Linked DNA regions of Mus musculus: region 2 is linked to region 1. The links are chromatin contacts, called in public promoter capture Hi-C maps. All regions are on one chromosome and are shown on one strand. The core of a region is the stretch at or near the end of the contact, and the rest is flanking DNA. Distances in the headings are between cores, read along the strand shown. Region 1 holds the start of Ggt7 (gamma-glutamyltransferase 7). Region 2 has its middle 48 kb from the start of Eif2s2.

The links. Promoter capture Hi-C pulls out the DNA fragments that hold promoters and counts their contacts.
Region 2: a promoter capture Hi-C map of the HPC-7 cell line shows a contact between it and region 1, with 7 times the contacts expected there. The contact joins the enhancer-like site here to the promoter of Ggt7 in region 1. A contact is called at or near these places in 4 of 39 promoter capture datasets (the 3T3-L1 cell line, the C10 cell line, the HPC-7 cell line and 1 more) and 1 of 9 other capture datasets (liver).

What each region holds. Positions count from the first base shown.
Region 1 is chr2:155,512,663-155,517,023 of GRCm38.p6, reverse strand. Ggt7 (gamma-glutamyltransferase 7) reads left to right here and starts at 2,178. Exons shown (of 15, transcript NM_144786.2): 1 at 2,178-2,395. The coding sequence starts at 2,227.
Region 2 is chr2:154,938,609-154,943,422 of GRCm38.p6, reverse strand. No RefSeq gene overlaps it. Among named protein-coding and RNA genes, the nearest start is that of Eif2s2, 48 kb to the right of the region's middle. Within about 2 kb of position 1,277, at least 29 of the 459 cell types and tissues checked have an H3K27ac peak or open chromatin away from gene starts, as enhancers often do. A contact at or near this core is called in the HPC-7 cell line, where this site is marked.

The DNA of each region.
Region 1 (4,361 bases), core at 929-3,428:
CACCCAAAAGGAAGCCGAGCAGGACACCCTCCACTTCCTTCCTACAGTTATCACCAAGGACTACCTCATCTTACAATTCAGACTGTCAAAACAAGGATCTTTAATTATTTAGCTACAAGAGTGAATCTGAGGTCTGAAGCAGCCAGCTCCTGCCATTTAATGTCTACTTAGGGCTTGTGACCCATCAACTCACCTGCTACACTGATCTTTGTCCAACTGACCATATGCTTAGCCCACCCTAAACTGAAAAACACATGCTCAGACATATGATCCAGAGCCAACCCAATCCTGAGGGGAGGTTTTAAGGCTCACTAAGCACATACAGACCTTGTAGAATAGACAAGGGTCTCAGCGAGGGAACAGATACTTTCTCAAGGAGACATCAACCCCTCTGAACAAATACACACTTCATTGAAATTGCACAAACTATATTAAGAAGGCAGAGCTTTTTCTGGAGGTCTCAGACCCCTCGGAAAAGCCCTGCTTATAGGATGCAGATGGCATTACCAGGCTAAGAAACAGGCTTTCCTCTAGGAGATAAAGACTTCACTAAAGATATCTGAACCCCGATGAGAGGGTTCAGTCCTCACTGAGGGCCTTCTACATACACTGACGGAGTGGACAGCACTCAGGCCACACAGATCTCATTGGCGACAAAACTCTCATTGGAATAGAAGGAGTCACAGAAACAATGATCGCTATAGACTCCAACAATAAGAACCTCTGTATGGGGAAGAAGGCATAAATAAGTTTGCCTATTGATCTGAAGACCACCATCCCTTATTCCCAATTCCACTGCCCAGCTCTGACCCTCCATTCTTCCTAAACCTTTCTCCTGCAACTGTTCCCTATCTACTGCTGCCCCCTGCTGTCTATAAGTAGCACTGCAGCTCCATGATCCATGGTAAATGCTAAAACAGTTCAAGTCACACTGAGCCTGGAGCCAGGGACCAGGAAAGAAAGGAATATTGTGTGTCCACAGCTTCACCAATCCCATCTCCCTACTTGTGGACTGAATAGTAGAAGTTTGGACTTATAACTATCATTCTTGGAGCTAGGAGAGTGGTTCCAGAGATGGGCTTGGCAAGTACAGAAACACATTCTCCTTCTTACCTTCCCCTCTTCTTTCTTTGTTTCTTTCCTCCTCCTCCTCCTCCTCCTCCTCCTCCTCCTCCTCCTCCTCCTCCTCCTCCTCCTCCTCCTCCTCCTCTTCCTCCTCCTCCTCTCCTTTTTTCTTCTTTTGATGCTGTGTGTCAAACCCTCACACAGACAAGCACTCTACCAAGGAGTTACTTCCTAAGTTCTTAGCCGTCTATCCTTCCCATCCCACCGCCCTGCTCTACCACACCATTATTACTTCTTTTACTTTAACTTCAGAACCACATCAAGCATTCTTTAAAATGCCAAAGAATATTAAGGTTCCAAAGGCCATGCTCTGGCCTACTGAATCGCTTTTCCTGGAGTGGAATCTGAGGATTTGCTTCTAAAGATTTTAAAGTTGGGGGTGGGCTTTCAGGAAGGGCCAATCTCCTATGCTGATACATCAGGGCAGTTCCAGAAGGAGTTGGGGTTTAAAAGAGAAATGTGAGCAATCTGGGGGAGGGAGGGCACAGGAAGGAGTGTGAGATCAAAAGAGAGGTTCAAGAGGGGCCTGCAGGTGAAAAAGCAGTCAGGATGAAGTAGGGGTTGGAGATTGAAAAGGAATCTTGGGATGAAATGAAGTCAGAGTCGTAAGTCAAAAAGAACACTGCGGGTATGAAGAGTAAGTAGTCTTAGTGGGGTCGGAAAAGTAGTTTGAGATCAGAAGAGGGGAATCTTGGCGACCACAGAGAAATTTGGAGTCCAGGAAGTGAGTGGTCCGAAGAGGATCTGAAATCAAAGAGAAATTTGCGCTCAAAAGTCAGTCTGTGGTTCTAGAAGCATATGGAATCTGGGCTGGATTCAGACTGGAAGGAGGAAGGGCCAGGGATTGTTTGAGGATCCCAGAGTAGCGTCTTCATCCTGGCAACCTTCCACTGTCCTCTGGGCTCCCATCCTCCTGCACCTGCCTGCAGGCTGCAATCAGTAGACTTTAAGCAGGCGGGGGCGAGTCATACTAGGACACTGCTGACGGTGGGGGCGCCCCCTCCCGGCTGTCCAGGAGCTCAGACCCCGCCCTCCGCCCTCGCACCCCCCTCTTCACTGCCACTTCCGGCAGGCGCTGCGCTGCTGGGGGTTAGGGCGAGGATGGCGGCTGAGAACGAGGCTAGCCAGGAGAGCGCCCTAGGCGCCTACTCACCAGTGGACTATATGAGCATCACCAGCTTCCCGAGGCTGCCGGAGGACGAGCCAGCGCCTGCGGCCCCACTGAGGGGCCGTAAGGACGAGGACGCCTTCTTGGGAGACCCGGATACTGGTGAGGCCCTCTGGCCCCATCCCTGCCCCGCCTTGGGGGGTTGAGGGTGGGGGCTGGTGTCCTGGTCCTCCTCCTCCTGTTCTGAGCATCCATTTCCAATCTCCCATCTCCTTCATTCATCCTCTGCATCCTGGACCTCTCCCCTTCTTCCTCAGCCCTGTTAACTGTCTGGTGGGAAAGGGGGTATTTTTGCCTTGGAGGCGTAGGATGCGACACGGGAGGGGATGCAAGGACTGCAGCAGGAGAGATTATGATTACCTTTTAGGAAGAACCTATTGAGAAAAAAGGGATGCTGGAGGGGAGAGCCTAAAGAACAGCTGTGGTCACCTAGTAAAAGCTTTTCTCTAGCCACAGAGGACAGGATAGAAAAGCCAAGTAGGAGACTGCAGCAGGCGGGATGGAGTCTAGATCTTCAGGAGAACTTCACCATAGCCAGGGATTATGGGAAGCAGAGTGTCCCGAGAAGAGCTGAGAATCTATCTCTTCATGTCCAGAGAGGGGTAAAGAAAATGTGATTCCTCTCTGTCTGGGGATTCTGGGTATTGGGAGACAAGGGGATGGACGGCATGACCTCTCAAAGTCCTTGGGGACTACAGTGCCTTTGCTGTTCTGTGGATTACCCTACCCCTTCCAGAGATGGGGATCTGGCCCGGATGTTAGTCAGGTCGGTAGGAGCTTCTGGTCAGCAACAAGATCTGTGTTCTCCACCCTCTGCTGAAACTGAAGGAGATGGAGTTTGGGAAGGAAGCTGGGCTTGAGAGAGGGAGCTGGGGACCAAGAGATCCGTTGGTATTCCTCCCCTATTGCTATCTCTCCTGCCCATGTGGTCCAGCTCTGTGCTCCCCACCATTCTTTATCCAGCATCCCTCTGCCCTCTTTCCTTCAACGTCACTTCCTGGCACCAGAGCATTCTTCTGCTCCCTGACTTCCTCCTGGTGGTGCCTGCACTTGAGCTATATCCCTGTCTATACCGGAGGATGCTGCTCCGGCCCTTTCTAGCCTGGCTCTTCCATTGTCACTCCCAGCCTGGCGACTGAAATCCTCTCCTCTGCTTCCTGACCACCAGAACCCACCAGCCTGACTGGATCTCACTTTACCTGTGATGGGATTAAGAATGGGCTGTGTAGACTTTGGGACCTCAAATGTCAGAGCTGCCTGTCAAAACTAATTTTCTTGGGGGGGGGGCGCAGGGTAGCCTTGGCGGTACAAGAGTGGATGTGGGAAAGGATGTCCTGGTGGAACCTTCTGGTCATCTATTGACACCAGCCACCTGGTCAATTTGGGTTTTCTATTCAGAGATTAAGAGCAGTACAGCCGTGACTTACTACAGTTTAGTGGGTGTGCCTACCCTGTACTGGGCTTTCCTTTTCTCCTCCACCTCTATAAAGCATATCCAGATAACAAAGCAGGACCTTTGATCTGTCTTCTTCTGGCCCCCGTTAAAGGTCACTGCTTTATTAAAAAGCCTGTGGTTATTTATTTGGGCTTACTGTTGTCTATGAGGCCTCGAAAAGCAGGGAGTGTGGCTTTTTCATCCACTATTCTTTCTCCAGAATTCAGCACAGTGTTGGGCACTCAGTAAATGATTATTGAATGAATAGATGAAAGGGAGAAGCTGGCAAGATGAAGTGCTGATAGGGGATGGAATTCCCAAACCTCAGGAATGCCTTGGGGGAGTTCCGTGTAGGCATCATACTGGTGTGGGTGGAAATTCAACAGAGAGGGGATGGAGGTATAACTCGGTAGAACACTTGCCTAGAAATTCAGCATAGAGACTGGTTACCCAAGCTCCCGGGAACTTAAACTTGACCGCAAGGGTGGACACCAAGGTTCTCAGGACTTGCCTGAGATCATTACAGTATGAGCATTTTGGTGCCATGTCACCTAGGCCTGTTTCCAAGTCCCAAGACTCTTTTGGTCCAGCTAGAACAGCTTGTAGGCTGTCATGACCTTCTCTGTTCTCAGC
Region 2 (4,814 bases), core at 28-2,527, 570 kb after region 1:
ATAACAGGTAACAGCTTGAGCCCAGAAACAAATATACAAGGTCTTTCCTCTTGTCTTCCCTCTACTGAGTCTGTGATGAGATCCATCAGGAAGTCTCCGGAGCAGAGCGCTGTGGCCGCCTGGGGGCAGTGCAGTCTCGCGGATAGGTTTTGCAGCCGCCGAGTTTGAGGCCCATTTCAGAGTTGGTTCTGCCCAGTAGTTTCCTTTCCTTTCTCTTCAGGTCCTCGTCTGAGTTCATCCTTATTTCAGGTTCCCACTGAATTGGTTAGGGAGGAACGGGGATCTGGGGCCTGGGGTGACACTCATTCACATAACACACCCACTTGTGTACATCCCGGAAATGTCCAGGTTCCAATTTCCACGAGGCAGAGTTAAATAAGACTGGAGGCATCTTTGAGCCAACAAACATCTGATTTAAAGAGCACAGGCTGGTCTTAAATACTGTTAACAAGTGCAGGTTGTGGAGACGTCCCATTTTCTTAGTTCTTTCTTAGCTCCTGGCTCTCCATGAACGATGGATGGAAGAAATACCCCCTCCCCGCTTTTAGGAGCTTTTAGCTATTTAGGAAAAGACATCGATTGCTCAACCGGTGCCTGCTGTCCTTGGTGCGTTGCTCCCAGTGGTTATATCAGGCCTCTACTCTAGGTTGGCGTCTTTGCCTGATGAATGCCTGGGGCGGAGGCTGGGAATCAGCAGTGTCTGTGCCCGCCCCTCTGAGCACACAGGCGCCCCATTCAAAACAATGTGGCCCTAGGCATCAGTGAAAGGGCTGCAGTCAGACTTGGCCTCACAAGGACTCACCTCTCTTTATCACCATCTCAAGCCCCGCTCAGGAAGCTCTCTCTTCGCTAACCTCAAGAGTCCCTTTTCCCTCAGTCAAAATCAGCTTCCAGCTCTAACACCCTGGGGTGATTTTTTTTAAAAATCTGTTGATTGATCCCGTGCCCTGTTTCTGGGATGGTTGCTTGCTGTCCTCTGAGCATAGGGAGTACTCTAAGCTTCCATACCCTTTTCTCACATGGTCACCTCATCTGAAATACATTTTCTGTCTCTCTGCCTGATGAATTCTTTATCTATCTTTATGTCCTAAATGAAACGTCCTAGAGCCGAGCACAGTGGTACGTACCTGTAGCTCTAGCAACTGGGAGACAGAGGAAGAAAGATCAGAAGTTCAAGGCCAGCCTGGACTCACCCCACCTCCTCCCCCAGTCTCTCCCATAGTTTCCCCCGACTCTTTCCTTCCCCTTGGAGTTCATACACAACCTTGTGGTTCCTTCCCCATTTTCACGTAGCCGGGCTTTAGCTGTGTTTTCCTGTTAGATGGTGAACTCAGTGTGGGCTTTAAACACTCAGCCAAGAGGCCGTGCTGAGGTTGCTTTGCCTCATTATCTTAAGGCTATCTCGTTAGCGGTAGCTCAGCCTAACACTGAGCACATAGGAGCCCGGTGTTCAACCCTGCTGGATATGATCAAAGCTGGAAGACATCAGGCAAAATGTGGTTATTCTTTTATTTTCACTTTCTATTTCCACTTCCCAGGAGATTTAGGTAACTGCTCCCAATTTCCTCTCTTATCATTTATAGTCCTCCTGGCCATCTGCATCCCATTACGATTTCATCTGGCTGTCTAGGGCCAACTTTCCTAGGCCTGGCTGCCTGCTCATTTGTGACTTTTATCAACCTGCTGCTCTGTGGGTGATGTTGTAGGCACTGGGTAGGCAGCAGCAAAGGACACTTTCCTAGCACTTAGACTGCAGGGGGAACAGGAGACCAAGATAGGTAAACAAAGGGGATTTCAATGACTAGGGATTCTAGGAAGGAAAGGGGGTCACGTGGTACAAAGAACAATAGAATCTCAGAGGGAAGAGTCCAGCCATGGGGGTATGTGCTAAGAAAGCCTTTCATGCAGAGGGTGAGCAGCCACACTGGTCCTGAACAGGAACAAGTGATGGAAAAGTTGTGAAGCATGCAGCTACATAAGGAGAGGGCTTGCACATTTTCCTTAGCTTGCTGGCATCCCTTCAGAGAGCCCTTAGTGGCTTTGATCCCTTCTGGGAAGTGACCAGTTCCCCCTAGCCTTCACCTCCTCACCACTCCATCCAATTTCCTCTCAGTGAATCTTGTTGATCATCTGACACATACCTGATCCCTTCATCTGATCTTGGTGACTGGAGTGCCAACTTATGGGGTTGAATCTTCCTTTGTGTGGTCTCTTATTAAGATAAGACCTCCTTCCTTGATTTCTTCAAGAAGTTCTGGGTTCTGCTCTCTTTAGGAAAGAGCCAAAGATTCAGATGGACATCCAACTGTAGCATGGGTTGGGGGACCTAGTCCCCTGTTTTGACACTCACAGGCGACTGAGCCTGGGCTCCACCTCTGTGAATCCCAGACTTATCTTCCCACATGGATTCTTTTTTTTTTTTTTTTTTTTTTTTTTTTTTTAAAGATTTATTTATTTATTATATGTAAGTACACTGTAGCTGTCTTCAGACACTCCAGAAGAGGGAGTCAGATCTTGTTACGGATGGTTGTGAGCCACCATGTGGTTGCTGGGATTTGAACTCTGGACCTTCGGAAGAGCAGTCGGGTGCTCTAACCCACTGAGCCATCTCACCAGCCCCCCCACATGGATTCTTATTATTCTCTATTCTACATTGTTGTCCAGTGGGCTCTTATGCCCAGATGGCGAGAGAGTCATCTTAGATGCCCAAGTGCTTACATAAAGGGGCTAGAGAGCTTCCTGGTGCTGGAGACATGAAAAGCTTTAAGTAAGTCAGGAGCCCATATCGAAGCCAGATGGTTCGCTTTACAGTAAAGATCACAGGGCCTGAAAACTATGAGGAAGGAGGGCCAGCCAGGGGACAAGCTCTTTGGAGTGAAGATCCTGGCATGCCTGTACTTAGGAAGGTGCAGGCCTTCTACCCACAGACTCCCTGCCCTTAGATTCCTACTGGACTCCTAGGCCAGTCAGATTCTCCTCAGGTCCAGACTAGTAGAAGGTTCAAACAATAAGGGCTGAAGAATGAAGCTGACTGTTCTCTGAAACGTCAGGCTCCCTACATCTTCCTGGTCAGATGCACCCCAACAATGCCTTTTTCTCTAATAAATTGACAAGCCCCGTGTCTCATTCTGACAGCCTCCTTAACCTGCCTTTCTACTGTGTAGAATACATTTCAAGTATTGAAAGCACTCTTACCCATTGAACATCTCTGCCTGGGGACTTTACATACCAGCACTTATGTTAGAACTTGGGAGTTCCCATCGTTACTGATACAGAAGTAGAGGTTGTCTTTAGGCAAGTTGGAGAGGGTACAGCATGCCAGGGCTCCAGCGACCTCTCTGTTCCCATCTGCATCATCGGCTCCGTGTAACAGGCAGCATTCATGGGGAAAGACCCATGACCCCATGCTCACACCGAAGACTAGGCAATGCTTTTGTTCCTAAAGACTGATTTCCTACCCACCCAGCTTCATCTTTATCAGATCCTGCGAACGAACAGTCCTAGCAACGTTGAGACATGAGATAATGTTTAGTCTCCATGTGGGCAAAATGTGATGCTTAGATGACAACGGAACTGTGAACTTTAAGTTCCTGGGAAGAGGTCACGTTTACCTTGAACGTTCTGATCGACTGATTGGAACTTCAGTGACATTGGAGGGGTTGGAATGTTCTGAGTCCAGAGCCAAACACTTCATCCGTACATTGCCCATCTCTGTGTGTGATCGAACATCCACGTGACTATTGGATAAATCCTTTTGAACTGTACCAACCGACTCTTAGGTTCTACCAACTCAAAAGCGAAGAATGTCCTCAGAAACCATCTGCTGCTCAGGGCACAGGAGTTGAAGCTTTGCCGTCACCTTTGCCTGCTGTTTCCACCAATGTTTTTTAAAAATTGTCTTCTTATAACTTGCTCTAGTTTGCTCCTATTAAAAACTTCATGAATAAATTAAAAAAAAAAACTTCATGAAGTTGTAACCTTATTGTAATATTGGTGGTGGTGGTGGGGAGGAGCTGGGTAACCTAAATTGTGTTTCCAGATCTTAGCCACTCAGACTTTCAGGATAAATTCTCCCTTGGCTCCTACTGTTTGGTTTTGGAAACATTATCAGTTTTGAACATGAACCATCCCACGCAGGCTAATGAGTTGAATGCTTGGTCCTTGGCAGGGGCTTACTTTGAAAGTCCTAGTCCTTAAGTTAGTGAGATCCATTTGACAAATGTGAGTCCTAAGTCCTCTGAAGATTGTGCCTGCTGCCAGCATCTTCTTTCCCTGCCTCTCTCTCTCTCTCTCTCTCTCTCTCTCTCTCTCTCTCTCTCTCTCTCTCTCTCTCTCTCTGCTCCTGCTACAGTGGTGTTCTGTTTCCCCATGAGGCCAGAACAGTGGAGATAAGGACTAGGAACCCTCCGAAACCCTGAGCCAAAGGAAGGAATTCTTCCCTTTAATTAATTAATTTATCATAGTGATACAAGCATAGCTCTCATAAGGCTTGAGGCTTCATCATCTCAAGAGCTAACGGCTGATTTCACAGGCCTCTCCTCTAATCTGCTCCCCTAAGGCAAGATGCTTAGCTTTGATTGTCAATTTGGCTCAACTTAGAATCACCCAAAAAAAAAAGAGTCTCAGTGAGGGATTAGCTCCATTAGGTTGACCTGAGGTCACTGTCTTAATTAAGCTAGTGAATGTGGAAGCCACATACGAGGGCCCCGTACGTCTCCTAGGCAAAGTTCTGATCTGTGTAAGAGTGGGGAGGTCATGCTGAGAACATGCAAGCAAGCAGGTGCACACACATGCATGCATTGATCATTCTGCTC